Linked DNA regions of Mus musculus: all the other regions are linked to region 1. Evidence: chromatin contacts called from public Hi-C and HiChIP or PLAC-seq data. All regions are on one chromosome and are shown on one strand. Each heading gives the region's core, a stretch centred on a gene start, on an enhancer-like site or on the middle of the called end of the contact. The rest is flanking DNA. Distances are from core to core; before and after follow the strand shown. Region 1 has its middle 9.0 kb from the start of Gm30691. Region 2 overlaps Asap1 (ArfGAP with SH3 domain, ankyrin repeat and PH domain1). Region 3 overlaps Asap1 (ArfGAP with SH3 domain, ankyrin repeat and PH domain1). Region 4 overlaps Asap1 (ArfGAP with SH3 domain, ankyrin repeat and PH domain1). Region 5 overlaps Asap1 (ArfGAP with SH3 domain, ankyrin repeat and PH domain1). Region 6 overlaps Asap1 (ArfGAP with SH3 domain, ankyrin repeat and PH domain1).

The links. Hi-C and Micro-C count contacts between places; a contact is called where the count stands out from the background. HiChIP or PLAC-seq counts read pairs in DNA pulled down with a chosen protein or histone mark.
Region 2: a Hi-C map of the N1E-115 cell line shows a contact between it and region 1, with 2.9 times the contacts expected there. The contact joins two enhancer-like sites. A contact is called at or near these places in 2 of 15 datasets of contacts at CTCF or cohesin (the NIH/3T3 cell line and large pre-B cells), 30 of 484 Hi-C or Micro-C datasets (B cells, the C2C12 cell line, CD8 T cells and 22 more), 5 of 115 datasets of contacts at active chromatin or transcription factors (CD4 T cells, astrocytes, embryonic basal ganglia and 2 more) and 2 of 9 other capture datasets (adipose tissue and liver).
Region 3: a FOXA1 HiChIP or PLAC-seq map of pancreatic cancer cells shows a contact between it and region 1. The contact joins two enhancer-like sites. A contact is called at or near these places in 1 of 484 Hi-C or Micro-C datasets (nephron progenitors) and 7 of 115 datasets of contacts at active chromatin or transcription factors (bone marrow-derived dendritic cells, bone marrow-derived macrophages, a colorectal cancer cell line and 4 more).
Region 4: a contact with region 1 is called in an H3K4me3 HiChIP or PLAC-seq map of bone marrow-derived macrophages, with 4 times the contacts expected there. The contact joins two enhancer-like sites. A contact is called at or near these places in 1 of 15 datasets of contacts at CTCF or cohesin (the NIH/3T3 cell line), 2 of 484 Hi-C or Micro-C datasets (the C2C12 cell line and the N1E-115 cell line) and 6 of 115 datasets of contacts at active chromatin or transcription factors (bone marrow-derived dendritic cells, bone marrow-derived macrophages, a colorectal cancer cell line and 3 more).
Region 5: a FOXA1 HiChIP or PLAC-seq map of pancreatic cancer cells shows a contact between it and region 1. The contact joins two enhancer-like sites. A contact is called at or near these places in 6 of 484 Hi-C or Micro-C datasets (the N1E-115 cell line, bone marrow-derived dendritic cells, liver and 2 more) and 6 of 115 datasets of contacts at active chromatin or transcription factors (bone marrow-derived macrophages, embryonic basal ganglia, fibro-adipogenic progenitors and 3 more).
Region 6: a contact with region 1 is called in an H3K27ac HiChIP or PLAC-seq map of embryonic fibroblasts, with 11 read pairs. The contact joins two enhancer-like sites. A contact is called at or near these places in 1 of 15 datasets of contacts at CTCF or cohesin (the NIH/3T3 cell line), 14 of 484 Hi-C or Micro-C datasets (the AML12 cell line, the C2C12 cell line, the G1E-ER4 cell line and 8 more) and 8 of 115 datasets of contacts at active chromatin or transcription factors (the NIH/3T3 cell line, bone marrow-derived macrophages, a colorectal cancer cell line and 5 more).

The regions. Positions count from the first base shown.
Region 1 is chr15:64,619,142-64,624,188 of GRCm38.p6, forward strand. No RefSeq gene overlaps it. Among named protein-coding and RNA genes, the nearest start is that of Gm30691, 9.0 kb to the right of the region's middle. Within about 2 kb of position 2,915, at least 86 of the 459 cell types and tissues checked have an H3K27ac peak or open chromatin away from gene starts, as enhancers often do. A contact at or near this core is called in the C2C12 cell line, the HL-1 cell line, the N1E-115 cell line and 7 more, where this site is marked.
Region 2 is chr15:64,116,725-64,121,771 of GRCm38.p6, forward strand. Asap1 (ArfGAP with SH3 domain, ankyrin repeat and PH domain1) reads right to left here. Exons shown (of 31, transcript NM_010026.3): 25 at 3,234-3,462. Among named protein-coding and RNA genes, the nearest start is that of Gm20717, 21 kb to the left of the region's middle. Within about 2 kb of position 1,902, at least 79 of the 459 cell types and tissues checked have an H3K27ac peak or open chromatin away from gene starts, as enhancers often do. A contact at or near this core is called in the N1E-115 cell line, where this site is marked.
Region 3 is chr15:64,243,750-64,248,796 of GRCm38.p6, forward strand. The region is part of intron 3 of Asap1 (ArfGAP with SH3 domain, ankyrin repeat and PH domain1); the gene reads right to left. Among named protein-coding and RNA genes, the nearest start is that of 1700010G06Rik, 68 kb to the right of the region's middle. Within about 2 kb of position 2,837, at least 33 of the 459 cell types and tissues checked have an H3K27ac peak or open chromatin away from gene starts, as enhancers often do. A contact at or near this core is called in pancreatic cancer cells, where this site is marked.
Region 4 is chr15:64,264,611-64,269,657 of GRCm38.p6, forward strand. All of the region lies in intron 3 of Asap1 (ArfGAP with SH3 domain, ankyrin repeat and PH domain1), which reads right to left. Among named protein-coding and RNA genes, the nearest start is that of 1700010G06Rik, 47 kb to the right of the region's middle. Within about 2 kb of position 3,116, at least 46 of the 459 cell types and tissues checked have an H3K27ac peak or open chromatin away from gene starts, as enhancers often do. A contact at or near this core is called in the N1E-115 cell line and bone marrow-derived macrophages, where this site is marked.
Region 5 is chr15:64,328,880-64,333,926 of GRCm38.p6, forward strand. The region is part of intron 2 of Asap1 (ArfGAP with SH3 domain, ankyrin repeat and PH domain1); the gene reads right to left. Among named protein-coding and RNA genes, the nearest start is that of 1700010G06Rik, 17 kb to the left of the region's middle. Within about 2 kb of position 2,347, at least 42 of the 459 cell types and tissues checked have an H3K27ac peak or open chromatin away from gene starts, as enhancers often do. A contact at or near this core is called in the N1E-115 cell line, fibro-adipogenic progenitors and pancreatic cancer cells, where this site is marked.
Region 6 is chr15:64,362,036-64,367,082 of GRCm38.p6, forward strand. The region is part of intron 1 of Asap1 (ArfGAP with SH3 domain, ankyrin repeat and PH domain1); the gene reads right to left. Among named protein-coding and RNA genes, the nearest start is that of Asap1, 18 kb to the right of the region's middle. Within about 2 kb of position 2,231, at least 86 of the 459 cell types and tissues checked have an H3K27ac peak or open chromatin away from gene starts, as enhancers often do. A contact at or near this core is called in the C2C12 cell line, the HL-1 cell line, the NIH/3T3 cell line and 5 more, where this site is marked.

The DNA.
Region 1 (5,047 bases), core at 1,665-4,164:
CGCACACACACATACATGTATATGCACATACACATACACACAAAACAAAAACAAACCCAATGATAATAACAACAACAGAGTCAAATCAAAAACAGACAAGAAATGGTGACTATGTAAGAAGACAGATATGGTTGATAACTAGTTTGTGGCAAACATTTCAGTGTGTGAGTGTATGTTTTTCATTGATTTAAAGCTGGGGAATAAAATAAGAAAGAGGACTGACACTAAGGTACAGAGAAACAATGGCAGTAGACAGGTTTGCACAATGTTTGCTGAAGTTCTGGGTCATTTTGTATATTCACCACTTACTTAACATACATGAGAAAGTCACCATCTTTAGAAGATGAATCATTTTGCATTCTACAGTCTGTAGGGGTGAGAGGATAAGGTCTAAGTGCCAAATACAGGGTGTGGGTAGGGTGAAGCAAGTGTGTAAAAAAGTAGATACGATGATCAGATGCAGACACGCTCAGTGTTTAAGCAGACCACAGATAGATGCATGCACTGTTCGCTGGATGAGAATGGGTGGAGGATTCCCTTGGTGCTGTCAACTGCCAGTGGCTCTCTGGAGTTGGGAGAACAGGTAAAGGTCTCCTTAAGGTCTGCAAGGGACAGATTTTGAAGAACTTGTGAGTACTGGTGAGGAATTTGCATCGTCTCCTGAACATATTGGGGAGCTGCTGAAGGGCTTCATTTAACAAAGCATACACCTGTTTTATCCTGAAAGTCACGGTAAGGAGGTGGAGAGAAAAACATTGTCTTTAGCAGAGATAAATCGATGTCTTGGAAGAAACTTAAGTTCCCCATCACTTGAGGTACTCTCTGAGAATCCAGATAAACTCTTGTTGACAGAGGGATATTAGACCTGGTAAGTGTTAAGCTTTGAAACCATGTGTCTCTTTCAGCTCATCCTGTTTTTAACCTCATTCAGCTCTTTAGGATATATGTCTATATATCTATATATCATATCTATCTCTATCTATCTCTATCTATCTCTATCTATCTATCTATCTATCTATCTATCTATCTATCTATCTACACACACATTTAAATTCACCTATTAGATACGAAACATTGTATTATGTGCAGTCAGTGCTGATGCAGCACACTTTTGTTGCAAAGAACGTGAGGTGCTGTCATGGAAAGGCAGCATGGTAAGGATTGGTGTGTCATAATTTCGATGTAGGTCTTCTATGACCACCTATTTCTGGGAGAGATCAGGAGTTCATCTTACCTATCATTCCCTGCATCCTCTTCTTCAGTAACCATGGTGATACCATGACATCCTTAGATTCTCTTCTGCGCCCCAGTGATCTCCGATGGTTATATACAGTGGTATAACCATTTAGATATATTCTTCTTTTGGACTGAAAGTGCTGATTGCTTAACTGCTGGTGACTAATTTGGTCCTTCCCTGTAGTCAGTTAAACCTTAAGTTTAAAAGCATTGAATCTTTCCACTTTAATGTTGAGATTTTGGAGCATAAATTTCTTTTAGCCTCGATTAGCAACTTACTAACCAATGAAGACAAACTTTGGAAACTGTAGACTTCAGCCATCTAAAAGGTTCTGCCATTAATTTTGAGCATCTCTTACCCTCAGACCCCACTCCCTTACATATAAAACAAGAGTGCTGTTACCTACCTGAAAGATATTTTAGGCAGGCGTAGGAATGAGTATCAAGTGGGGGAAAGCATGTGGTCTGTGGAGTTATGTTACAGGAAGTGAGGCACAGAACTATGGAGGGCTCTGGTCTTCCAAGAAAAACAAATGCCTCCTTACCCCGAGGTCTCGGATTTAGCCTAAGAGGCTTAATGATAGGTTTCATTAGTGCACCCCAAAGAATGGGGTCTCCAGTTTAGACCAACCACACGACACACAGGTTCTGACACATCAACTGCATTTGTTTACTAAAGACGGAATCCTTTCTGTCTTAGTTGCTTTTCTATTGCTGTGCTAAAATACCAGAAACATGTCAACTTATGAAAGAAAGTGTTTATTTTGGGGGCTAGCAGTTTCAGAGGGTGAGGCCATAGCCATCATGGTTGGGAGCATGGGAGAAGGCAGGGCATGGAGCTAGGGCAGTGGCTAAGCACTTACATCTTGACCCACAAGCACATGAATGTTAACTGAGAATGTTATAGACTTGTAAGAAACCTTCAAGTCCACTGCCAGTGACATACCTTATCCAATAAAGCCTCACCTCCTAATACTTCCTGAGAAGTTTCTCCAACTGGTAAGCAAGTAGACAAATATATGAGCCTTTGGAGGTCATTCTTATTCACACCCCTGTTTTCCAGAGACCGGGACACTTGAAACCTCTTGTTCAGGATGCCCCCCCTCTATTCTCAAAGTATCTGAGAGTCTGAATTGCTCATCAGAAAGTGACTGGTGTGATAGGGATGGGATGGACTTGGGTCTGGTTTGATGCTAGGTAAGAAGGATTGTTTTGTTGGCTGTATTTGTTGAGCAGACATTTATTCATGGACTTTCAACTTCTGTACAAAAAATAGGGAGCCAGTGTGAAAGGCCAATGGAAGCAGTGTTTGAGCAGTGAGAATAAGCTCGGAAATGTTCTAGTGGAAAGAATGGAATGTGGGTCACCAGGTTGGAGAAAGGAACATGGGGTCAGTCCTGTGGGGCACCATATATCATGGGAAGGCCTTGTCAAGTTTGTGCAGGAAAATTGCAGGCTGGAGAGATCTTCTAGGGAAGGCATACACAGTCCAATAAGGAAGGTTGCAGCCATGAAATCTATGCTAGGCAGAGGTATGAAGGATCTAAAGGGGGGCAACGGAACTGCCTTATACTACTCTCTGCTCTTTTTCACATTTCCAGTATTGGCTCTCCTGTTTTCCTCACTCCACTACTGTGACTAAGCAGCAAAGAATTATCAGATCTATTTTAGGACAGGAAACCAAAGCTGAGGCTGACTTACTCAGCCACGGTCCTAGTGCTGGCCAAAGCAAAGGTTTGCCAGGGTCCAGGTATGTGGTCCCTAAGCCAGGGCTCTTGGAACACCTACTTCTCAGGGAGCCATCCACAGTGATAATAGCCTCTTTTTAGATGGTCCGGCAAAGGACTCCCTGCAAACCATGACTGTGGTAGCAGAAATGCCCACTTCTAGGACCTGGCAGACTAAACAGAAGTATTGTTACCTATGGGGTCTCACCATAGTGGATCCATCTGCTTCAAAGAACAGCTGATGAAGACATCCATGTGGCACCTGTGGTGCTTGTGAGAATTTGTGCTGAAACCCCAGGGAACAGCACACGGTGACACCACCCTCCCCAATTATAGACTCCTGAGCAGCAGGTACCAATCTAGGCCCCTGTCCTCAGGTGTGCCAGAAATGGGACGATCTTTTGTTTATTTCCCCAGGAGAATCTAGTTTTGATTTTAAGCTATTGCTGGCTGGAGAGGTAGGTGTGTGAATTCATCCCCTTTGGGCATCTTTACCAGGAGATGTAGCTCAGATCCTGCGTTTTGTTGATCTCTAAGGTGCTGAGCAGAGGCGTTCTGTGTTGTTATTGCTAGAGGTGATGTTCCCATCTGTGCTTCAGCCCCTGTGTCCTCTCTTGCCTCTGATCATGAGTCAGTCTCCTTTGGCTGGGGACAGAGAGCACATGACTGGTTCTGGCCTCATTCTGCTATAAGTGAGCAGCCATTTCCAGGCTCATCCTGCTGCCCGATGACTCACTGAGACTGGGGGCCTCAGTTGGCTCCCTCACAGACATCTGTATCCAATGCACAGATGTCCCTTCTGCTTCCAGAGAAGTCTGAGCTTTGATCTTTGGGCCATCTTGCCGTCATGTAGGCTAACCTAGGGTAAACAAAGAACCCACATTCTCCTCAAACTTGTGTCCTTATTTCAGTCCAGGCAAACTGCTTCCTGGGATCTCAGAGAGCCTGAAGCACAGTCCATGCTCACCACACACCATCCAGACCCGTTTGTCTTTGTGTTAGAAGGTCAGGCTTTAAAAACAGAATGCCCCAAAGTGCACTCTTGTTCTTCATTTTACTGGGTCATCTTTTTTATCATGCAATAAACATCAAGTATCTTACCTGCTATTTAGATAGATGCAGGGAAAGGAACACAGGACACATGGATACCAAACAAACCAAACAAGATAGAAAAAAATTAAAAATTCAGCATTAACTTCATTGTGTACCCAATTTTGGAAGCATCTGCTTGGCAGTCCAGTGACCTGATTTGAATAATAATTGTGAGGTACTGGGCTTATCAGTTGACACACACACATGATTCTATCCTTGTCTATAAAACAGACGTAATTATTCTGTTTTTAAAAAGATTTATTTATTTATTTTATGTATATGACTACACTGTAGCTAAACAGGTGGTTGTGAGCTTTCATGTAGTTGTTGGGGATTGAATTTTAGGACCTCTGCTCACTCTGGTCAACCCCTGCTCGCTCAGTCCCTGCTTGCTCTGGCCCAAAGATTTATTACATAAGTATGCTGTAGCTGTCTTCAGATGCACCAGAAGAGGGCGTCAGTTCCCATTATGGGTGGCTGTGAGCCACCATGTGGATGCTGGGATTTGAACTCAGGACCTTCAGAAGAGCAGTCAGTGCTCTTACCCACTGAACCATCTTGTCAGCCCAGAAGTAATTATTCTTAACTGATAGCTTATTTGTAGTTTATAAAAGATAATGCAAGTTATGCTATCAGCACAGTGCTGGATATTATTAGTGTTTCTGTCTGAATAGACTTCCAGTTCCTACTGGCGATGTATTTTTCTACCTGTTGGGAAGTTTCCTAGACTTCCAGGTTCTGTTATTTCCTAGACGTTCTCATAAGACTCAGCGATGCTGTTATTATTATCAACATCATCACCATTATAGTGGTATTGATCAAATGTTCCTCAAAGACCAAATTTCATGGTTGAAACCCAAGTCTTTAAGGTGATGATATTATAAATGAATTCTTCAGAAGGAAGTGGGTCAAGAGAGTGGATGCTCTATTAACAGGAATAAGGACCTAATGAAAGAGACCACAGAGATGTTCCTTACCCTTCTACTGTGTAA
Region 2 (5,047 bases), core at 652-3,151, 500 kb before region 1:
CAGGTAAGAGAAAGACAGAGGATCTCCCTCAACAAGGAAAGAAACCGTGGGGTGACTTGCCATAGCTTGCTACAGCTCTCCTGCTACAGCACCATGTGATCTATAGGAAATTCCTTAACTTTACTAGGGCACAGTTTCTTTGCCTGTACAATGGGATATAGTCCTTCAGATTCCTCTTAGCTTTAAAGAAACCAAAGTTCTATGATAGCATTCAAATGCAAAGATTGAAAACCAGTAAAAACCTCAGGGTCCCGGTGACCCCGAGGCGGTTCTGTTTAAATTGTATTGGGTAGGGGGCTGCTGGTTATGAGAAAGATCTACACACTTAGCTTTGTACCTTCAGGGATTCTCTCTGGACTCCTTTCTGCAGAGAGCCAGGCATCTGACTGCCTGAGCTGGAAGGATGGTGAATGTGGGCCTGGGATGCTGCTGGCTGATGGGAATTTAGATCAAACTTCCCTGAGTTCTGATGAGGTCACTGGACGGTTCTGGAAATCCTTCTGAGCTTGCCTCAGAGGAGGTTTTTTTCTCTCTTGCTGCCTCTTGCACTCCCCTATTTGTGGGGGACTTTGTCAGAGGTGCCTGTTCTGTCCCAGGAAGTCATGATCCCGAGCTTCCTACATTTGTATCTGTGAGCGTAGCTTGTGCTATAAGCAAGGACCAGGGCCTTCCTTGCTGTGGAGAGAAACTAATGACAATCCAAAGGATGACTGATTCCAGACAGCTTTGTTACAAGTAGATAGTTATTCCAGTTAGCAGGATAGATTGAAAAAAAAAAAAATACAGGACCACAAAACACAAGGCCCTCTGCACAGGGTGCTAGCTGACTGTTTAACAGTGTCCTCTAAGGATCATATTTACACTGTAAGTTTCTCCCATGTAAGAGCAAGTGAGCCCGGCTGGTTAAGGACAGTTATGGTTCAGTGCCTGGCAGCTGTCAGATAGGCAGCTGTCTATCTGTGTCAGCAGCAGACAGTCCAATGCTCGGAATCTGATGTCCCACGATAGGCTGCCAGGGGGAACTCAGTCAGGAGAGTAAGTTCTATTTTCAAGCATGGGCTTGACCTGTAAAAGGAAGGGATAGGTGGTCTATCCTTCGTTAACCACGGTTGCTATGGCCAAACCTCTAAGCCCATTTCAGCAGCTGAACCGCTGAATAAATGTAGCCTTTGTTTTCTGGGTGTTCAGTAAAGAGCTAGCTAGAATTTATTCAATGCAGGCGAGTGATGCCTGGCACTAAGCCAGATGGAGCACTCTATGTTTTTTTTTTTTTTTTTTTACGTCCCTGTGAGATAAAATTACACAGGGAGGCTACAAGGGGTGGGGGTTGGGTGTATTAGTTCTTGGCTTCTGCTGTCAGCGAAGGCTCTCTGAACAGGTGCTGGCTCTGCCTGTCAAGACAGGTCACCACATAACCAGGGCACAGAAAATCAATCCTTCAGATGCATTTATCAGGTCTGGAGGCTCCTTTCTGTCCTCTTGTCAGAAGCACGACTTGCTGGGGATCATGGTTTTGCAGAAGGGAGAACAGCACAGAGCTCACACAGTATAGATTTGTAAGCTTGGTACATTAATGGTCTGTCTTTAAAAGTGTGTTCTAGTAGACTGTGCAGAATGATAAGAAACACTTGGCTTGTATCCACCACCATAAGCGTTTGTCTTTGATGAGAACTGCTCACGCTAAAGCTTTATTGTAATGTTCCCTATCATTTTATGATCTACAAGGTCATTTGGGGTCTCTCTAAGAACACAGCTCCCATTTATAACACGATTTCAATGGAGAATAAGCTGTGAAAAAACCAGTTTTGAATAAAGCTCACATTTGCCAGAAAACAGCACCAGTGTGATTCAAATAGGCCAGTCGTTGTGTACCAAGGGCACTGCCAACCTGTGCTGACCGGGGCTGAGCGCACTGGGAGAATCCCACATTTGGATTCTCTGGCAGCTACAGTGCTCAGCACCTCTCAGCTACAGCCCTAAAATTTCTGTGTCTTAATTTGACCCTCAACACCGAGCTCCAGAGCTGGACACACTCTGGAGAGAGGACAAAGGGCTAGTGTTTGTGGTAATGGGTGGGGAACCACCTCCACTGGCCTAATGTTGGGCTGGTGAAGGCATCTGACAACATAGGGAGTAACAGCGGCCTAGGCCATCCTCACCTCATCTGAGAGTATGGGACTGTGGGTTTTGTTCATACGGGATCTGTGTTCGGACCCCAGGTAGATGAGAACCTACATTACCTACCTCATTTGGAGGCGTTGGGATGGGAAAAGTGTGGTGTGTGATCTCTTGTGAGGCAAGTGCTTCACAGATATTATCAACTACTATGGCACCCTCATCCCACTCCGGAGTCAGGGGCTCATGAAATGCAGGTTGTCCTCAAACTTGCTAGAATGATAACGAACTCCTGATCATTTCATTGTTTCCTGTACCAGCCAGTTAAGTAGGGCTATTGAAACCATGGAGGTTGCTGAAGGAGTGCTGTTGCTTTTCTACTTAATCAGGAACAACAATTCATATGGGTAGGAATCCTACAAGAAGAGCGAGGCCCCCATGTGACAGAAGGACTGCAAAGGAGGCTAATAGCACGGCAGGCAGCTTATTTCAGACTTTAGAGAGGGAAGTCATCGATGAAAGGAAGAAAAGGAAGGGGAAATGAATATCAAATCATTAAAAGAGTGTAAGTAATTAGACTAAGAAGCACGGCGTTTGGGTTATCTGGAAGGATAGTGATTGTGTAATCGTGACGTGCACTTTCACACAGTGCTGGGGATCAAACCCAGGGCTTCATGTGTAAGGACACGCTTTCTACCAACTCTCACCTCTTTAGTTCAGACAGTCACATATTTAACACAGAGGCATCTCAGTACAGAGCAAAGTAGCCTTTCAGAGAACCAAGAGCTACAGACAGCACAGGTGCTAACACCCATGGCTCTCAGACTGAGTCTCAACTACAAAGTCACTTTACCGTTTCAGTCTTGGTTTTTTTTTTTTTTTTTTTTTTTTTTTTTTCAGGAGGATGGGCATAAAAAGCCATGTAACTCACTGGAGGTTAATGCAAGGTAACAAACACACCTACAATACCCAAGATACGACCTTTTGCACTCTCGTGCCTGGGGAATGACAAAGTCGCACTTCTGAGCTGCCCCGGATAGTATGTTTCAGATCCTGCCACTTAACTGGCAGGCTAAGCAACCAGGGGGTCAAATCCATCAGCGTCCTCAAGCTCGTACCTTTCCCGGCGTTCCGAGGTGGCAAAGGGGGAGCCTCACTGGTGGGTGATGTGGGCAAATCTGTGCTCGTAGAGGCGAAGATCTGGTTGGTGAAGGCTCCGTAGGAGAGCCGCTGCTTGTCCCGTGGAGTGCTGAACCCTGGCAGTGCCAGCTTGTCCTGTGGCGAGATGCTGGAGGAGTGGCAGAAGCTCTGTGGTCTGGGCGAGCGTTCCTTTTTGATCGGGCTTGGCTGGTACAGGAAACAACAGATGGGATGAGACTCAAGGGCTGCCCTTGAGGTGTCCAGAAGACCCCTGCAGAGTGGGCTCAGGAGGTCATCTGGGTCCTATGGCCCTCGGTGTGGTATGTGGTTGGCCATCAACACAGCTTCACAGAAGTGACAGGGAAGGAAGACTTTACACTGCCGACATCCTCATCAGTAAGTCCCACCAATGCCCATAGTTAGGGATCAGTAGGACATTCAAAAGTGACAGGTAATAGTCTTTATTCAACAAACAACTCCCTGCAAAGGACCTGTCAGCCTTATTTGAACACTATCCCCGTTAACCTTGAACCTTTGTTACATCAAGTCCTTTTCTCTGTACAAACCTTTCACCTTCACCCTTCTTCCACAGCTGGTTTAGAGGTGCTACCCACAGGCTACAGGCTTGGAGCTTGAAATCCCACCCACATTCTTGGGCTGCAAACCATTGCCAATTGCCCAGATGGTATTTTATACACTGTGGTGGCTTGAGCACCATCCAACTCTACCTGTGGTCCTTACACATCACCTGCATCCCGTGTGTGGCATGGAAGCCTCAGATGGACCCTGTCACTTAGTCCTAGCAAGGTGCTCACTGCTCTCACTGCAGCAGAATGGCCCTGATTCTTCTCTTCCCCTCATCTCAATGTATACACTACAGGAACGGTTGGTAGGAAACTCAGTCCTGCTAATAAATGTCTGCTGGCCTCTGACTGCTTGGGTAAAGATAAAGGTTGAACCTGAAAAACTACTCACAACTCTGCAGGGCACCTCTTCCCTTCCCCAGGAAGATGCTTCCCACTCACAGGGTGAGCGGTTGGTTCTATTCCTCTTTTCTTTCCTCTGGCCAGTACCCACCTAGTCTCGGAAATCCATCTCTGTAGCTGCCTTCTTGATGAGACTGCCAGGGCTCACCAAGGCTGAGGAGCTAGGTGTCTGGAATGCTCGGACTTTCACTAGACAGTCACATTACCATCTGAGTTAGCATTTCTCTCCTCTTGAAATGGAGAGCAACATTAGGACCTTTGTCTGAGTATCCCTTATAATCCCGCCTGGCATACATCTGATGATAAATATGGTGGAACTTTCAAAGGTAGATAAATACCACCTACAAGAGTCACCAAGACCTGGGCCTAATCCTAGAGATAGCCATCTCTCTATCAGCTAGAAGGCTTCAGAAAAGATGCCAAGTCCTCTTGTGCCTAAGTTTTCTCTGGGTACAATCACCGCATCCTGTGAGGTTCTACAGAGACAATCTGAGACAATGGAAAAATATTTATCTCAACTTAGACCACGGGTAAACCCCTCAAACGTGACAATTATGGGTACTTATATGTAGTGTTTTACATGTTTAATTCTACACAGCGACTAGGCTGTGGGGTGCAGGCAATCATCAGTGTAGACACGGCCTTCATTTTAAAGCCGATCACAACGGAATCAGTGGCATCTGAGCTGCCCTCCAAAATGTCCGTGGGCCTCGTGCTGTCAGCTGAAGACCTTAAGAAAAAGTGACCAGGACTTTGGCTTTCAGACCCTCTTGAGCCTCATCTCTGTGCTATCACTGGCTGCTGGA
Region 3 (5,047 bases), core at 1,587-4,086, 380 kb before region 1:
AAAGCAACCAATGATCTGCCTCCCTGCCCTCAAGTCTAGTCTAGAAGAAAGGGTTTCAGAAGGTTGAGCCATCTGAACTGGGCTTTACAGAGGAGATATACAAAGGGTAAGAAGGGGGGCAAGGTTTGCAAGTTCCAGGCTTTAAGTAACAGACCCCAGGGAAACATCCCAAAGGTTGACTGTGTCAAGACTCAGTTGCTACAAAATTCCTCTCCTAGTCCAGGTTCTTCTTCCACCCACAGTCTTCCATTTCTGTTGTGTACAAGTGTAGCTACAAAACTGCAAGACACTGATGGAGCATTTCTGAAATCTCAGTATGGGAACTTGAAATCCGCTACTGATTTTTCTGCATGACTATAGGCTTTTGTTTTTATTAGCTATTAAGGAGGGGATGCTATTACTTCATAAGGAAATGACATACATAGAGGAGATGTTTTCTTCTCTGAAGTGAGCAGCTCAGACAGGAGGGGTACTATTGCTTAAGGTATTTAGCAAGTCTACCAAGTGGGAGCAATGAGTCCTCACAGGCGGTCCTGCTCAATAATGGCAACTCTGTGGCTACACAGGAACATTCTCATTCCTAGGCTCATGGTCTTTGTATAATGCAGCCTCAGGGTCACTACCCATTACCCATCACTGGGCCAGTTTCCTTGGATGACTTTGATCAGTGATCATATAGCTCAGGAGACTATAAATGCCTCTAGCATAAGAAACTCCCATTGCCCTCTCTATTGGCACAATGCTGGATGTTTAAATACCTACAGCACACAAAGAAGAAAGAAAACAAATGAGCAGCTCATAGTTACTGAATGTACATCTAGCAATAATGCTGCAATGTCTTAGGAAGCAGAGATGACTAAAACAGATCTTCACAGCCACTAATGTTCTCTGCTTCCCTACATAAGCACCAGACAGACCGTCAGCTAACAGTTCATCTGTACTGACTCATGTTACATGCCTCAATCACAGTGAACGAGATGTAGGCATTTTGCAGACGATTAAATGAAATGAAAAAAAGCAACACTTCATTCATATACATGCATATACATATATATGTATAACACACACACTGTTACTGTAACTAAAGTCGTCCCTCCATCAGTCATCAACAGTGAGGATAACATTAGTCCATAGCCATAATGAACTGGCTTTTGCCCATGTGACAGTTCTGTGACTTGGAACTAATTGTCAACAGGCTCACAAGATTTTCAGAGTACCACTATAAAGCATGCAGTAATGTCCCAGTTACCTCCTCTGTATCATACAATGAAGTGTCCCTAAACACCATCCTTGGCCATGCATCACATACAAGCATCAAGTGTGATACAAGGCAAGACGAGCTGGACAGGTCAGGTTCTACTCCTCAGCTTCTCAGCTGTGTGGTGACACGTAACTCAGTATATGCACAGATAGCAGCAGCAGCCTTCATGTGGGGCTTGGGAAGGTGACAGAAGACAAGTCTAAGTTCTCCTCTATTTTGGGGCCACTGCTTTGATTCTGCTGTGGAAAGAACAACTGCCACAGAAATTTCATTTGATAGAACAGAATTTTGGTCGATGGAACAGAAAATTACCCAAACAAGTGTTCAGTCAGATAAAGGCCAACTCCACAAGTTACTTAAAGTCACATTCTAATTACTGAGACAAATTACAAGTGGTTCCTTGGTTTAACTGGGGAGAGAACAGAAGCTATTAAATGATCATGGATGAAACGCTAGAAGTTAAAAGGATGAGCAAGGTCAATTCTCAAGAGTGTGGGCAGAGGTTAGCACCTGAAAGAGCCTTTTTACAATGGTAAGACAAGGATGACAAAAACAGTTACTATGAAGTTCATGTTATAAAATATCTGGCAAAAAAAACAAACACACAATTAGCAGAGGGGTCAGCTACACATTAGCCATGGGAAGGCTAACTACTCAATAGGCTTTGTACCAAGCTACAAATGACCACCACAAGATAGAATTCATGTAAGGCTCTAATTCTGTGGCCACTGGTTTCAAAAAGGCCTCTAAAAACACTGTGAAAGATGGCACTATAGATAGATAGATAGATAGATAGATAAGAGAATATATGTGTTTATGTGTATATATAATAATCATAATCATAATAATTCCATTAACCATATTTCATGGAAGTATCAGGAACATTTGTGCACCAAACTCACACTGTGCTACACTTTAAAGATAAATTTACTAAGTTTAGAAACTAGCACATATTAAATAGAAAAAAAATCCATCCAATCAAAGAGATTGTTAGATTCCTCTGTGTGTGTATGAGAGAGAGAGAGAGAGAGAGAGAGAGAGAGAGAGAGAGAATATGCCACACTGTTGCCATCTGAAATCCCAGCCTTGTAGACTTTACTGGAAGCTGAACATTCTTCAAACCTGCTAGAGCATTACTCACTGCTTTGCAGAAACGCAGACCTGCCAATACCAACTTCTTCCTGCTTCCTTGGAGTCACAAGGAAGAAGGCTCTTAGAAGTAGAGGTTTACCTGGTAGAGGTCCAGATAAAGTGGAGTATGTCCCTGGGCGATTCTATTCGTAACAGTTATCCTGATCCCTGTGACAATCTTTCTGAGTAGAAGCAAGGGAAGAGAACAGGACACCTAATATCCAACCCACTATTCATTTTACTCAGCAAAGTTCTCAGAGAGTTGGCTGGGATGGGAACAGAGATGTGCATGCCTGTGCTTTCAAACTGCTGTCTCAACATCCTACTTTTCCTTCTCCCCGCTGTTGCTGCTACATCTCTTTTGTTGTGGGCTGAGATGCAGCTAGTTGTTATCAGTCCTATGACAGCTCAGCTCAGCTGGCCTACCTAGGAAGCAGCACAGACCTGATTCATTCTGGCTCCCCCAACACTGCCCCTGTTGTTTGTCTGTTTGAATCACGCATATCCGGGCTTAACACCGAGTGACTGACTACACAATCAGTTTAAGAAGAAAAACTGTGACATTTCCCAGGCGGCTAAACTTTGCTCTCACATACTCACAACCTCCCTTTGCCCCAGGCCCCTGTAACTGTCTCGGGCTGAAGTCCTTCCCCTAGCCTCTGGCTCTTACTATCCCACCATACTGTACAGTACAGTACCTTTCAAGGTTAACTGACTAGGTTAGAGAAAACACTAAGAATTCGTACCTGTCACTCGGGAGGATAGAAACAAAGACTGCTCCCCCCACCCCCCAGCCACCCCTGGACCTAAAAATCTCAAGGGACTGACACAGTGTAAATGATGACAGCCATCTGTGAGCAAACACATTCCACCTAAAAAACTACCGTAGAGAAAGAAAGAGCAATTATCTATAGAAATGGCTACTACTATTCTCACCTATGTGCTAGATTTGAAAACACCCATTCTTTCTCATCTACAGCCCACTCAGTGTGACTGCTCCTGTTACTGGTGAAATGACTGGGGCCATGTAGCAGAGCTCCTCTGGGTCCTAGCTGCTGGGCTATAATCTATAGATAAACTGCGGGTAACCTGCTAACACAGTCAAACTATCCTCTACAAGTTCCCAGTTCTGCTGCTCAGTTGCATCCATTAAGTTGCATGTAGAGGTGAATTTAGGTTCTGGGCCCACTATAAAGAGATAAAACTCAAAGAGAGCTGCAAGACAGCACACACACGTTCTTTCTGGAGGAACCCGTAATCAACATGAAGAGAGGGCACACTCAAGATGAGCCTTGACTTAGGTAGCTGGCACTTGTTACCCAATCATCTAACTGCGGCTGACAAAGACTAACTGGGAAAGTATAACTGGGAAAAATGGCAGACTGTACAGTTAGCTAAATGGGCCAATGAGGACACTGATTAGATAATTCAAAGAACCACTGAACTAGGAACTGAGACATGTGGGAGAGTAAGCAAATATTCCTATTTCTGCATGGCTATGACATCACTGCTAAAATGTGAGGTTTCTTAAGCCATCACTTTGTTGTAAGGATGCTGGGCCCTTAAATAAATGTCAGAGAGCTGGTGAATGAGTACAGGTCAACGGTTCTCAACCTTCCCAGTGCTGTAGCCATTTAATACAGTGCCTCCTCATGTTAAGGTGACCCCCAACCATAATATTATTTTGTTGCTACTTCATAACAGCAATTTTGCTACTGTTATGAATTGTAACATAAATATTTGATATTCAGGATATACAATGCATGAGCCATAGGGGGTTGTGACCCTCAGGTTGAGAACTGCTGGTATAGATGGCTATGCATACCCAAACCGGTGCTTTACAACCCAGGGCCTGGCAGCCATGAGAACCTAATGCAGACAGCTGCATTCATCAATGTTTTGACTAGTAGGAAGACCCCAAATGACAGAAAAATACCTCCTTGTCTTTTTTATTATTTTCTCTATTTACATTTCAAATGTTATCCCCTTTCCTAGTCTCCCCTCCAAAAATCCCCTATCCCCTCCCACCTCCCTCTGCTCACCAACCCACTCACTCCCGCTTCCTGGCCCTGGCATTCCCCTACACTGGGGCATAGAACCTTCACAGGACTAAGGGCCACTCCTCCCATTGATGGCCGACTAGGCCATTCTCTGCTACATATGCAGCTGGAGCCATGAGTCCCACCATGTGTTTTCTTTGATTTAGTCCCAGGAAGTTCTGGGGGTACTGGTCAGTTCATATCGTTGTTCCTCCTATGGGGCTGCAAACTCCTTCAGCTACTTGGGTACTTTCTCTAGCTCCTTCACTGGGGACCCTATGCTCCGAAAAGACCTCCTTTTCAAGGACCAAACATAATTTCTTTTCTAGGAAAGCAGCTATGAGCTAAGCATTTCTTACATAAATTTACTTAAAACATCACATTACATTATCTTGTTTTTCCCCTGACAACTCGACTGTGCTGTTCTAAGTGTGAGCTCTGTAGACAGCAATGTTCTGCAGTGATGCCAAAGGGTTAGGCACTCCTGGAAGCATGTTACCTTTCACATTATGTCGATCTTTTCAACTCATTCTCCATGCTATAGTTAGAACAGTATGTCTACAAAGCAAAGTAGAACATGCCAATCCCTGGTTTAAATTCTAAGGGGCTTGCTTTT
Region 4 (5,047 bases), core at 1,866-4,365, 350 kb before region 1:
TGAGTTTGAAGCCAGCGTGGTCTACAGAGTGAGTTCCAGGACAGCCAGGGCTACATAGAGAAACCCTGTCTTGAAAAACCAAACCAAACCAAACCAAACCAAACCAAACCAAAAACAAAACCAAAACCAAAACCGAAAATGTATTAAGCAAAACCATGAGGTTTTATTTTGGTATTGATTTGAATAAATAAGTATTTGAAACTACCAGGGAAATATAAGCCTTCACTGAATATGTAACGATATTAATGAATTATTGTTAGTTTCTTAAGTGTGGTAGTGGCAATGTACTAGAAAGAGCTCTTATTTTTACATATGCACACTGAACTTCTATCAATAAAGTTATATGATGGGAATTGCTTCAAATAACCTAGTGTGAACACGAGAAAGCATGTGAGTCAAGGAAACAATATGTTGATGACGACTGAAGCTGGATGCTGAAAAGCGGGGCTTACTAACCCTCCTGTTATTCATATGGTTTGAAAGTTCCTAATGAAATATTGTTTTAATTCCCAGCACTGAATAAAGAAAATGAAGAAACCAAATTTAACAAAGTGTCAGTTATACAACTGCAGGTGTACAGGCCCTGCAAAAGTCACCAAGGCAGAAGAAACACATAGGGATCAATAACAGCCATGAGCATCACTGTGTTCACTGTATCTACAGATGAGAGAACTGGTATAACCTACCCCAAAACATGCAGCGCTCTGTACTTTCTAGACTTTAAGACTCAATCCTTTCAAGATCTTCTGGATCTTCCATAGTGCTTGCTTCACAGCTACAAGAATGCTCCTGGACTTAGCTTGCTTTAGCTCTGGCCCTCAGAGAGAAAGCAAGTGGTATTGGGCCAGCACCAGCAGCTTCAGCACCAGCTCCAAATCCTCTCCAGCCAGTTCAAATGGCTTAGAAGCTAAAGCCACTAAGACGAATGACCTGTGTTCAATCTCCACAACCCCACAGTGGAGAGAACTGACTCCCGCCAGTTGTACACTACACACTACCTACACACAAATACATAAATGAGAAGCAAGGGTGGGAAGGAGAGAGGGAGAGAGGAAGGAGAGAAGGAAGGAAGAGGGATGCAGGCAGGTAGAGTCTCAAGCTGCACAGCTGGCCTGTTGACTGTCAGAGTCTGGGTGGAGCCCTGTAACCTGTCCTACCAAGCGCTCCAGGTGAGTCTAGGATGCAACGAAGTCTAAAGAGTACTAGACTATTCTACCTGCTCAAGAAAGGGCTTTCGAGATCTTAGTTAAAATACCTGGGCTGGCTAAGGAAAAACTACAGGGAAGCAAGGACACGAGAAGGGCTGAGTTCCACATGGGTGCAGGCCATGCGTGGCACTCACTTGTGTGTCATTGATCTTGGTGGCCAGACATTCCAGATGCTACGGTGATCTCAACTTGCAGGTTAGGAAAACAAGGTGAAGGGAAACTAAATCCTGGTGATACATTTATGTGGCAACATGGGCATCTGAATCTCAATCTGTCTGTGCCTGAAGCAGATGCCCAGCTACACTGGAGACAAGGCCTAGCCCTGACATCCTTCAGTAGTTCAGCTTTTCAGTCAGATCCCAGGATTCTGGACATGGGTTTGTCTCTGTTACTCAACTAGAGAGACTAGGGAAGGAGCAGCCCAGGAGAACATCAAATGTTAGGTGTCCCGTACATTTGATCCAATTACAGCAGTGTCCCAGTCACGAAGGTCAGCCAGAGAGCAAGCACATGCCTGCTTAGAAAGAACACATCCTGGGCAGGCATGGACACTGTGTTTTGAATCTTCTCCTTTAGAGTTTCTTTTCTGGGTTTTCAAAGCAGGGTTTTATGTGGATCCCTAATTATCCTGTAACTCTCTCTGTAGACCAGTCTGGCCTGGAACTGTAGATCCTGCCTCTGCCTCCTCAAGTGCTGGGGATTAAAGTTCTGCCAGCATGCCTGGCCTCCCTTAAGAGTCTAATAGGTTTTCATGCAAGAACCAGGAATGCGTCTTCATTAACCAAATTCTCTTGGAGATGTAGTACATTTTGGGAAAGGAGGCAAGTGGTCTGAAGGACCAAGTGACTAAAATCCATAGCAACCCAGTGACCAAAACTAAGTATGTTCTGATGAGATACTGCTCTCACACATATCCATTGTTTTCACCGAAACAAAGTGACCTTATATGGAAATGTTTTAAAGGACCACTTCCTTCTCTATCTTTGTTGCCCTTTAAGAGATCATATGTAAATTTAGTTCTCCTTCCCCATCTCCTGCATTAAAAAGGAAACTGCTATTTCAATTTGCAATAATGGGTCAGAGAAACTAACAGTTTTAAAGGAACACTTCATGCAAAATTTCTATAGTTATCTGCAGCCATAGCCTGGCCTTGTGGTAGTCTGGAACTCCAGTTAAATGTCAAAGCAAGCAGCTACAACAGGGACACTGACACTTCTTTTGGAAGCAGAACAATTGTACTCAACGTCCTAACAGGACATCAAGAGGTTTCAGCTAAAGAAAAATTTACCTTCAATGCCAAAAGCTAACAACCCAGAATAATCAACACCTAAGCAGTTTTACCTTAAACAGTGTCTACGTTCTGCATGAACTAAAACGCCCATGACTTTCCACCATGAGCTGCTCAAACTATTTTAGCAGTATGCAGAGGAAGACAACGAATTCTCCCTCCCCCTCCAAAGAGACATCCTGTCTGTAAACAGATGCAACCTCCCCAGCCATGACATCCCCTCGCTCCTCTCTCTCCCCTTCGATGGCCCTAGAGAGTACTGGCATAAACAGTTTTACAATCTGTCCTTAGATTGGCAGACGGCCCACTAATCAGTGCTTGGCGCTAATCAGTGCCTCAGGAAGTCAAGTTTAAAATAAAAGTACTCCATGAAAATGATCATTATCAATGGAAGAAAAGAATGAGTCACCCTCAATTTGGTCGGGAAAGGTCATTTTTTTCTGAAAGGCCGTTTGCAAAGCTCTCCCCTGGGTTACAAAAGTAAGCGTACTTCTCCACTTAGCCTCATGCATTCATTCTTCGAGACCTTTCACACTGTGACATCCTTGACCATTCCTCAGTCTTCAGACCACTTTTTATGAGGTACTCAACACACTGAAAGGGGGTGGGGTGGATCATTTGTTCAGCACCAGTTGCACTGTCACAATGGGGCTGAGCCTCTTTATAGCCGTTTACTTAATTCTCACACAACACACGGTCGATCATGCTCATCTTATAGATAAAGGAGAATGGAGGCATGTGGAAAGAACACGTGAACCAGACCAGTGCTAAGCTCTGACGCTCTTCACGCAATGGGGGAGTGGTCCCAGCAATGGTCCCATACTAACAGAGCTACGGATAACAGCCACACTAAGGACAGATCTCAGGCTAGTCGAGCACCCGAGCAGCTTTCTGGTTTACTGCAGCTCTTTCACATGCCTCCAGTGCTTTATTTCCTCCTTTAGGAGGGATAGAACCATTTTCTTCTGCATAATTTACACACACATTCTCACAAACTTGCCTAGGATGGCCTTGAACACACTCTGTTGCCCACATAGGACATGATGTTTGTGATTCCTCTGCTGTGGCCTCCTTGATAGATGAGATTACAGTCCTGTGTCACTGGGACTGCTTAACAGTTTCTTCTTAGTGGGAAGAGATGCTTCCTGCTAACCATCTTTCCCTTCTAAGGTCCAGGACACCAATACTTTAATGACTTTTCCATCTAACTGGCAACTGTTCCTGCCCAGCATCGCTCTTGGAAAGTCTGGGATCTGTACCAGTGACATTCAATCTTGACTTGATTCTTCCTTAGTGGAGTGGTACGAAGCTTATCTCTTCTCTACTCCATTCTGTAGAGTTCCTACCCTGAAATCCAGTCTCCTTTTCTCCTTGACAAATGGAACTCTGTTTCTACCAGGACATTTGCCACTGGACACAGAAACATATTTCCTAGCCTTTCCTGCATCTAGATGGATCAGTCAGTTCTAGCATTAAGTGACTCTGCTAAGATGGGCCAATTTTGCTTTTCCTATCTTTCTTTCTTTCCTTCCTTCCTTCCCTCCCTCCCTCTCCTCCTCCTCTTCCTCCTCCTCCTCCTTCTTCCTTTCTCTCTCTCTCTCTCTCTCTCTCTCTCTCTCTCTCTCTCTCTCTTTTGAGACAAGTTCTTACACTGTAATTCAGGCTGGCCTTGAATTCACACCAAATCCCTCCACCTCAGCCTACTGAGTGTTGGGATGGCTTTTTCTTGTCTTTCTAGAATCTGTATGTTGTGAGTAATCGCTGAAGCTCTGGCAGCAACCTTAAGCCAATATGTGAGGATAAGAATGGAAGCTATGCACCAAGGTAGGTAGAGGAGACGAAAGCAGGCAGACAGAGAAATGGCCTGTTACATTAATGCTTCAGTTCACTTGAGGCTCTTCCTCTCTGTGATAAGCAGCTCTATCTAACCCCAATTAAATCAAGCCAAAAATAAAATAAAAGATGGTACAAGGTCTCCAGCATGACTCATTAATTGCCAGAGAGACCGGATGGTGAATGTTAATAAAGAGCCATCAGCCTAAGATGCTTGGGGGTGGGGGTCCCGCCATCATTTGGTCCATCATATACCTCCAGATGAGTAATGACTTTGCTTCTGGCTTCCCAGCAATTGCTTTCCCCTATAAATCTCCATAACTGTCCATACCATAATCTCTAGCCAAGTATTACAGGTATGTTAAAAAGAAAAAATAAAATTAAAAGCAGTATACAGTGGTTTCTTCCGGGGACTTATTCAGAAGAATAGGGTCATTTTATTCCTCGCTCGCCTGTTCCCACACCAGCAAATGCCACCCAGCCAAGATGTTGCTGGTATTCTCCACCTCTCAGCCATCTGCTGAGAGGGAATGGCTCCGGCAGGGGAAACCATTTCAATACGTCAAAATGTCACAAGACACTCTTACAGCTTGCTGAAGCTGTAGGAGGAGGGCTGGACTCTCTTAGTCTCCACTCAGTGAACGTAACTTCACCCTAGATCATTTAAAAAAAAAAAACGAGTGAGGGTTGTTCCCTCTGTATCTGAATGAGCCCATAT
Region 5 (5,047 bases), core at 1,097-3,596, 290 kb before region 1:
TTTGAGTGTGCCATCTGTTTCCTGCTGGGACCCTGACTGATACGGGGAGGCAGTCCTATAAACAGACAATTATGGTATAATGTAGAACAATAAAAGACAATATCGCTCCTCAGCATCCTAAGAATGCCGGAGTCTTAATGGCTCGAGCTGTATGAGTACCAGCACTGACCTATCTCTGTTAACCTCTTTAAGTTTCAGTTGGTGTCTCTGAGAAACAAGCATACTGGGGTGCCTACATAATAGTGTATGGAGTGAGGAAAAAATGCCCACAGGGTATCTGGCACTGAGATGAGGCTTGTATCAGTGCTAGGACATACCCAGCAGGAAACCTGTCATTAACTATGCAGTTCCTTGACAGAGGGTGCCCCATACATGTCTGTCAAGTCATGCGAGTGCCAGGAAAACTAGGTACGAGGGACATGGAGAAAGAGACAGGGCAATAGGAGAGGGCACTAAGACCTAGGACCACCCAGAGCAGATGATGTCAAGCTGTCCTCAGAAGAAAGTACCTAGCTCTTGGCTCGTTCACAGTGCATAGCATTAGCTATGTGTACCATACACAGCGGGTACAAGTAAGTACACAGGGGACTGGAATGCACATCAGTGGGAGGTAGTGCACACAGGTCAGTATGGGACATTAAAGAGCCAAGGAGGAAGGATGAGGAGAGGCCAGAGGTTAGGCAAGACATCTAGGGGAGGTCTTGAATGTTGCTGCAAAGAAGCATGTCTCTGTTCTAAAGGAGTCATGTCAGTGGGCACAAACATGTTTGATGTGGAGATGGTTCAGCCTGGCTCTGACCAGGGAACAACATGAGTACAGTGGACATGTTCTGCACACCAAAGTCTATTGCCTCTGTTTCCCTCCGTTCTTCCAACACCCATGCCAACACACATAACAGCATGATCCAGACAACTCACTAGGCATAGGTCTTCCCATGAGTTATCTAAAATTATTAATAACTGATAAGCCTCCATATATATATATGTATGTATGTATGTATATGTATGTATATATGTATATATATATATATCCTGGCTGATGAGTAACTTTCATGTGTTGATAAGGGAAATCACTGGAGGGCCAAATTCTTTCAGGGTGATAATGCAGCTCTTCTTTCAGGAACTCTGAGAAGGAAAGGGGCTTCAAGAGGCTATAATTACCAATAGCTAGTGATTTGGTCCATCTTGCCTGTCCATCTATTCCTGAAAAAGACAACCTAAAGCAGGATGAATTTATTTGAGCTTGAGGTTTCAGAGGGCTCAATACATGGTCACGTGGCCCTGTGTTTTTGGGTAGAACATCATGGTAGAAAACTCATGTTTGATTCTCAGAATTCATTAAGTAGCCAAAAACTACTGTAACTCCAGTCCCAATGGATCCAATGTCCTCTTCTGATTTCTACATGCAGCAAGTATACACATACTTCATATACATACACACAGGCAAAGCACTTGTCTTTGTTAAGGTTTCTATTTCTGGAACGATGACCAAATACCATGACCAAAACTTGGGGAAGAAAGGGTTTGTTTAGCTTACACTTCTACAGTGTAGTCCATCACTGAAAAAGTCAGGACAAGAACGCAAGCCGGGCTGGAACCCTAAGGCAGGGGCTGATGTAGAGGCCATAGAGGGGCACTGATTATTGGCTTGTTTCAGGTCTACCAGCCCAGGGATGGTACCACCTATAAATGGACTGGGCCCTCCACTACCAATCAGTAATTAAGAAAATGCCCTACCGGTTTGTCTACAGCCCAATCTTACAGAGACATTTTCTCAGTTGAGGCTCCCTCCTGCTGGTGACTCTAGCTTGTGTCAAGTTGGCATAAAACTATCCAGCACAATGTTCAGATATATTAAATAAATAAATAAATAAATAACCTCTCTCTCACACACACACACACACACAGAGAGAGAGAGAGAGAGAGAGAGAGAGAGAGAGAGAGAGAGAGAGAGAGAGAGAAACACAGATACACACATGGGGAGAGAGAGACAGAGAGACAGAGAGACAGAGACAGAGACAGAGACAGAGACAAAGACAGAGAGAGATTAGAATGAATCACAGTGTACCCTGTTGGCCTTCCTTATAAAACTGGAGAACCATCTGGTATTTAAAAACAAAAACAAAAAAACTTCATATATTGGATGTTAGACATGGTGTCAGAAAAAAATACAGACTTGACACCCATAAAAAGTCTACTTCATTGTATTTGAGGAACAATGCCTGCCCTTTTCCTTCTGAGAGACATTCCCTGAACCCCATGACCTGGCTAATCCAAGAGGACTATGCTCCGCTGAGTGGCTCTGCCCCACTGACTCAACTTCTGATTCAACCGTCCTCCTGGGTGTGTGTACAAGAAAGATGCCACACCCAAAGCTGTCATACTCATTGTCCCTGAGGTCCAGAGACCAAACAAGACTAGCCAAGGAATCTGTTGTTATGCTTGCCCCACCCCTGTCCCCTAGGCATGGGCAGCCAGCCTATGTACAATAATATACTGGAGAGGTGGTCCCTCTTCTCAACTGAGCACCTATTTATTGGACACAAGTGTAAGACTGGATCCAACAAGAATGGTAGCCTGAGTCAAGTCTCTGAATTATGAGAACATATTTGGGAATTGATCCCAGGTAGACAACAGAGCAAGTAAGATGGGAAGAAAGCCATTCTTGGATGTATTAAAGAGCAGGATACAGAGATGGTAATCTGAGCTCACCACACTGGAGACCTTGGAGGATGCTATGAAGCACACCTCAGAGTAGAGCCTCTAGAGACAGGGAGGCTAGAGTGCTTTCTGTCCCACTCTAGTCCCCAGTTGGCTAAGGAAGGACTGCCCCTGGGCAGTTAGATCCATGAAGTTCTGACCTGGACCATGTGCAGTCTAAGGTCACCAAGAAGATCCCTTGGGGAAGAATAGCGGTTGAAGCCTTGGGTACAAGGAGCAATGTGAGCCCAGATGATCCAAGTTAAACGCCTGGTACCCAAAGACTCTACCCATCAGATGATGTACCAGGTCCTAAGGTAGGACCTTGGGCCAGTCAAGAGGTAGCTGTAACCAAGCAAGTAAAAACTTAGGCTACGCCCAGCACAGTGCTGTGAGCAGCAATGGAAGTCAGTCAGACTTTGTCAGGTATGTAGTTCAACCCATGGAAGTCATAGGAGAAAAAAGAAACAGACAAGATTACTTCTAATAATAGGTCACATGTAGCAAAATAGTATCACATCCACATGCCATCAGTGGAACATGTCTGCATCTGTTTTGTCATGCGAACTCTGGGAAACTAATATATTTTATTCTTACATCTCAAGTTGGACAAGCCACGCTTACGGTTCTTAACAGGAGCTTGCAGCATTAGAGTGACAGTGTTAGAGCACCATTGAAGACAACCCAGGGGCAGCAACTTTCTAAAGCACTGAGGACAAAAATCTAAGACTTGCATGGTTAAGCCTTGACCTCACTGTCCAAGTCGTTGACTTTTGTGACATCATAGCCCTAGGTTTTGTCACTTTTGTCTCACACACACCTTGGGCATTTACACATGCCACCCCAGAATACTTTGCAAACTGACCCCACCATAACTTCGGGTCTGACTCCACATCGTCCCTCCTCCCTGCCCTGGCTCCTCCCACTTCAGATGCTTCCTTCTCTCTTTGCCCGGGCTTATTTTTGTAAGTTACATACCATCAGAAATTATCTTGTTTTTTTAATGTTATTTATAGATTTTCCTGTCTTTCTTGCTAGGAGCTGAATGCCCAGCTTCTGTAGCAATGCCTGGCAAAACAGCAGATGCTTTATCAATATTTGCTGAATAAATGAATAAATAAGTCACTGCTCTAGAGAATTCAGCAGAGACCAACTCTGACACCAACACTATGACAAAGCCTCATTGGTATTCCATCGCATGGTGTGGTGTGATCACCAATAGAGGCTTGTTTTGAGAATGGGAAAGAGGTGACAGAGAAGGGAAGGAGGCTGGAGGGGACAGGAAGTGGCGACTTTAGCCAGAGAGCCCTTCACAGAGGAGCCAGGTCTTGGAGAATATGAGTGTGTGCTGGACAGGAGACGGAAGCGCATGCGCAAAGGCAGAGGCAGAGAAGAGCATGGCTAACCCGTGTCAACAGCCTCCCTATCTACTACTCCCACCCCCACAGAAGGGCTTGCAAGGCTTCTTATTCATTTCTTTCTACAGAACGTGCATTGTACATCAATTTGGTCCATAATCCACTTCTTTCTCCACCTGGTAAGGCAGATTGCTCACTTCTCAAAGCTCTCCTCGCATGGACTCTGCAAGCTGAGAACAGACGCTCATAGCCAGTTGAGCCTGAGATTCATCTCTATCCCATACCTTCTATGGGAAAAAGATTCTTGGCAGCACACTGAAAGTTAGGAGGCTTGGAACGCCAATCTATCAGGAGCCAACATGGGGAACTAGCCTGGCTGAGAATGGAGCCAGCAGAACAGAGGGCAGAGCACAAAGAACCTACTATGTGCCAGCCAGTGCTAAGTACTTCCAGGAAGTGGCTGGATTTGCAGCCACATGTGGGAGTTATTACAAACCTCGGGTGAATTAATCGGAGCTCATAGGACAGTAGCTTGTTCAAGGTCACAGAGCACAGAGGGGCTAGAGAATCTTCTTGGTAGGCATGTAGGTACCGCTACCAAAGGCGGGACCAGTGTCCAGTGACTTCAGTGGTAATCACTGCATCCAGGAGGTGATGAAGCCACCATCCTCCTGAGAGACATCCAACAGATGTGTATAGAACATGCTATAGATGGCTATAGAATAACACCATCACCCATCTCCCAGTGAGGTGACAGGACACGTTCCCAAAGCCCCTCATAAGGTGGGCATCACAGGCAAAACCACTGATTTCCTGGTTACTCTCCACACCCAGCTACTCTCCCTGCATACAGTTCAAAGGGAAGATGACCCTTTGTGACATGAACATGAACTCTCCTTTTTGAACTCTGAGTCAGGGAAGTCAGAGTCCCCTGGAGTTAAACATGCGATTGATGAGCAAGTCAACACCTCATCCTTTGCTTACAGCTA
Region 6 (5,047 bases), core at 981-3,480, 260 kb before region 1:
TCTCTCAGACATTAATCCAGTCTCCTCAGTTTCCCCAAGATTTTATCCTCAAATAACAAAGAATTAAAAGCAGTTAATCAAGACAGATGTATTTCATCCCCCAAGGGGCAGCATATATGGCCGAGGCTACTAGCCAAGGAGGGCTACTAGCTCCTTGGGATCTCAACGTGCCAGTGGGGAAGCAACTAGTGCGGAAGCAAGGGTCATACTGTCTCTATCTCACAAGCACAGTGAGGGTTCCTGAGAAGAGAAAGCGCAGCAGAGATATCCTCTCCCAGCATCTCAATAGCCTGACCTGATGGGTACCCTGCTCCCTCGAAATCTTGAATGACTAGGACTCAGATGAGCCACTACATGACCAAAAGGGGAGACGCTGGGCTGGCAATGTAGCTCAGGTAGTAAGGAACTTAGCTGCGCGTGCGTGAAGTTCTGGGTGTGACGTCACACGTCTGAAATCCAAGCACTTCAGAGAGAGAGGAGAGGCGGAAGGATCCAGAGTTTACAAACACGCTGAGCTATAGAGCAAGCCTGAAGCCAACCTAGGCTGTGTGGAACCCTCTCTGAAAGAAGAGTGGAGCGAGAGACCCAATGCTAAAACCAAAGGCCACCATTCCCAGGACAGGCATGTACAAAGATGCATCTGCACCCCGACATGAAGTGCAGAGGAAGGCACACAGCTGTGTCAGGGCCTTTCCCCATGGCCAACTGCAGAAAAACAGCTGGGCACTTTCCAGATTCCCTCAGGGGCCCCGACCGACGACGACAACGACGACGACGGACTTCATGTGCTGGATCAGGACATTCCAGCGTCAGCCTGCTTCCTCTGCAGAGACATTTTCCTGACTTGTTCTGGCAGCAGACACAGGCTGAAAGAACTGCCCTTCCTCACACCACCCACCTCCATGCTGTGACTGATGTGGAAAGCGGTGGCCTGGCAAGGAGCAAACTGGGAAGTCCAGCTTTGCAGAAGGCATACCTAGACATCTCTGAAGAGGGAATGGACAAGCACTGCCTTACTGGAAACAGAAGTGGAACTTACAGACTGACAACTGACCCATAGAGAGTAGGAGAGAATGAACTTCAGCCATGGCTCCATCATTTCAGAGCTCATGGGATATGGTCAGGGAGAATCCACTACCCTACCCTGCTCGCTCTGTCTCTCTGTCTCTCTCTGTCTCTGTCTCTCTGTCTCTCTCTGTCTCTCTCTGTCTCTCTCTCTCTCTCTCTCTCTCTCTCGTTTAGGGGAGACAGGGGTTTTCTGGAAAGCTTGCTTCAAGTGAGTTACTGGCCTGTGGGTGATATCCAAATAAAGCATGATAGCTTCAAGGAGAATAGGCCTCTCATCAGGCAGATCTAGTAAAGGCTGGTATCTGACTATACATCCAGTCTGAAACCTTCTCTGCAACCTGGCTGTAGTAATGAGTTATCTATTCCATGTGTGCCCAGACACCGTTTGGTACAGGCTTAGAGAGGGAATGAAAACTTACCCAAAAGAAAGGAGGGGAGAGGAGGGAGGAGAGAGGATGAGAAAGAGAATCCTTTCTCAGTAGTATTTGTTGTAGAAAAGATGCTCTCTGTGTGTCTCTGGTAGTAATGATAAAGGGGGGATTATCCCACAGGACTATAGACAATCTCACAAGCAACTTCAGCAAGAGGCCAGCACTCAACACTCAAGGACCAGCCATTAGCCAACCTCATAACTTATAGAGCAGCTCTTTACTCTCTGGTCACAGTCAACAAGGAGTCCCCCTAGTAGATGGGAGGAAGAGGGGAGGCTGAAGATCATCTTCCAAGCTCAGCCCAAGTCTCAGCTCTCTCCAGGAAGCCCACACCTTTGCTGAGACTCTGCCAGCCATTCGCTCTTTGCCCCTCAAAACCACATATCCACAGGAACCCCCAGGCTGCTGTTCTAGAGCTTGCGCTACCCCATACCTGGCCACACCTTCCTAAAGCTCCTTGACCTGGCCAGCAAGCACGGAAGAAGCAGCTAAAGGCATGAGTCATTATGAACCCGCAAGTAAAACCACCATGACACACCACTTCACATTCATTAGTTCGGCCACAGACAAGAAAATGGTCCAACATCAAGTCTTGGCAAAGGTCTGCTGGCTGGTGGAAATGTTAAAAAAAATAATAATAATAAATCACTCAACCACTTTGCAAAGGTCTGACAGCTCCTCAAAAAAGTTAAAAATAGTTACCTGATGACTGAGCGATTCCACCCCAGGCATATGCCCCAAGGAATTGAAGACATGAACTCATATAAACACTTGTAAATGAATGTTCATAGCAGCACTTGCCATGACAGCCAAAAAGTAGCAACAGCTTAGATGTCCATCAGCTAGTAAATGAATAAACATTGCAGCCTACCCACACAATGGAATTACTGAGCTATAAAAAGGAATGAAGGGACAGGATGGTTCAAGGCAGCCAAGGTTACCTAGCAGGAACGTGTCTCAAAGAAACAAACCCCAAACAAGCAAACAGCCAGACAAAAGGAATCCTGGCACTATACCACAGCCTGAGTAGATCTTTACAACGTTAATTCTAAAACATGCTGAATGAAAGCCAGACATGAAATCTTACACGGACAATTCCATACACGCGAAGCATCCAGCAGAGGTGCATACATAGAGAAGAAATGACTGGTGGTTGCCAAGGGCTGGGAGGGGGAGAGGGGAACCAGGAGGCATTGTGGCTTCCTTTGTGGGTGAAGAAAACATCTTGAAACTACATAGAAATGATAGTCACACATTATGAATGGGTAAGATTTATGGTTAGTTTCACGTTAATTCTACATCCAGTGTGTGTGTGTGTATGCATGTGAGCCGACCCTTTATGAAATTATCATAATTCAAGGGAGCTGTGTGTCCCCTACTGTAATGAAACAGCCTATTGCCTAGCCTATGGTCCAGTCCAGTTCCCTCATGTCTCCTTTAAGCCAGTTGTGTTCCTTGCAGCCAAAAGCTTAGAATCACTTCCCTGCTGTGTGACCTCAGAGAAATATCTCACTTCTCTGAGTCTTCACTTCATCACTCCATAAAACAGGGCTGAATCATAATACCAGTGTTACTAGGTAAGGTTCAGACTTATTATGATGGCTCCTATGAGATTGTTAGGTGGAGACCCGAGGCTGACTTCATTCACTGCTTGTAACACAAATTATGACAATCTCAGTGGCAGTATGATCCATCTGGTAGAACTGGGTGGGCTCACATCGGGAATGGCAGCTGTGTCACCAGCTTGCTGAAACCCAAACTTGGCTTCTGTCACTCAACTGTGACCTTGGGAAAATTGCTGCTCTGAGATTTGGTTCACTCACTTGTGACACAGGAATAGTTAAGAGGATGGAACGTATCAGTATCTGGAACATGTAAGCTGCCATTGTCATTGTCAAAGAACAGACCCTAGTCATTTGCATAGCAGAGTCTGGTTTTCTATGTCCATGGCCTCCCTCCTTCCTCCCACAACAGTAACTGCTTACAGAGTGTACCCTTATTACTGAGTAGCATCAAAATGAGGTGGATCAGGTAGGACTTTAGCCCCCTCAGACCAGGAGTTGAACATCTATGGTCACAAGCATCACTTTCAAAGAGCTCTGTCTGTTTCTTCACACCTAACACTGCAGCCAACTCTCACCAAGTTTTCTGGGCACACCACCAGACTACATTTCCCAGACTCCTTTGAAACTGAGGGTGATTATGTGTCAGGGTCCTAGCCAGGGAAGGTGGAAATGGGGTAAGCCATTAACAGGCTTTTAAGAAACGGGTGTGTCTTCTCCACTTCCTCCTCAGCCAAGGAATACACAGTGTGAGAAGCTGTAGGACTACAGAAGCAGAAGAGGCCTATGTTTGAGTATGGCTACTAAAGGAATCAAAGATACCCATCTTAAAGGAGAAAAACCACATTTAAAAAAAACACTGTAGGGACTGTTGGTTGTTGCAGTCAACTGCACTGAATTATGCAAGGTTTCATGACTAGCCCCCCAAATACTATATCTGATGCCTACTTATATCAGAACCTGTAGATGCAAATACAACTGTAGTAGGCTCTGTTCTAACAAGGTACAGAATACTAAGGGAGGCAGATAATAAAACCGTCCTGAAGGAAAAGCTGGGCCAAGGAAAATAAATCGAGGAGCAGATAGGGTGAGGTCCACTCTACAGAAAGCGGGCTGGTCAGCTCCCGTAACGTGGGTATCCCAGCTCAGGACAAGGGACATCCTTCCCTGCATCCCAAGTAGACCAATGTAAAAGGCATTCACAGCGAGAGGATCAATCTGAGACCAGAGATGGAGGCATGAGGAGCAAGAACATGAAGGGATGGTGCACCTGCTGCAGGGTGGAGAAAGGAAAAGGCAAAGCAGGAGAGGAGGACAATGACTTTCAGGAGGATGGTGGGGCAGAGTCATCAACAGGCACCTGTGGCAGTTTGGGGACATTTGACTGTGTCATAGAGAAAAGCTGAATGGCTTGAGCCTGCCCATTCCAAGGAAGGCCTGTCTGAGGCGTCCACTTGTCAGCCTTTCCAGGCTGTTGCTCTCTGACCTGTGTGATTCCCATGGGGTGTTTTCCTGGCCCCTCCCTGATCTGAGCTTCTCTGCTGCTCCTCTCAGACTCACTCCACAGTCTTTCGAAGCACTTAGAACTTTTTAGTCATTCCCCCTAAAGCCTCTCCCTTCCTCATTCTCTATGTCCTCAAAGCTCTCTTCCATGAGTCAGCTTCTTAGGGAGGACCTACCTACACTACTCTCTTCAGAAGCCATGGTAACTGGCTGTCACGATGTCAAGTCACACAAAGGTGCGTAGAGCCAGGGACAGAATGAGAGAGCTGGAGGCAAGTGTTCTGGATTTGAATAAAAGCCATTACCTTTGATTTGCGGATTCTGAATATTTAATAACAAGGTTCAAGCCTAGTTTCTCCAGAATGGCTTCTTCCTACTGTTCTTACTAAAATGATTGTGGTGGTGGTGGTGATTGGTGATGCTGCTGCTGCTGCTGCTGCTGCTGGTGGTGGTGGTGGTAGTAGTGGTGATGGTGCTGCTGTT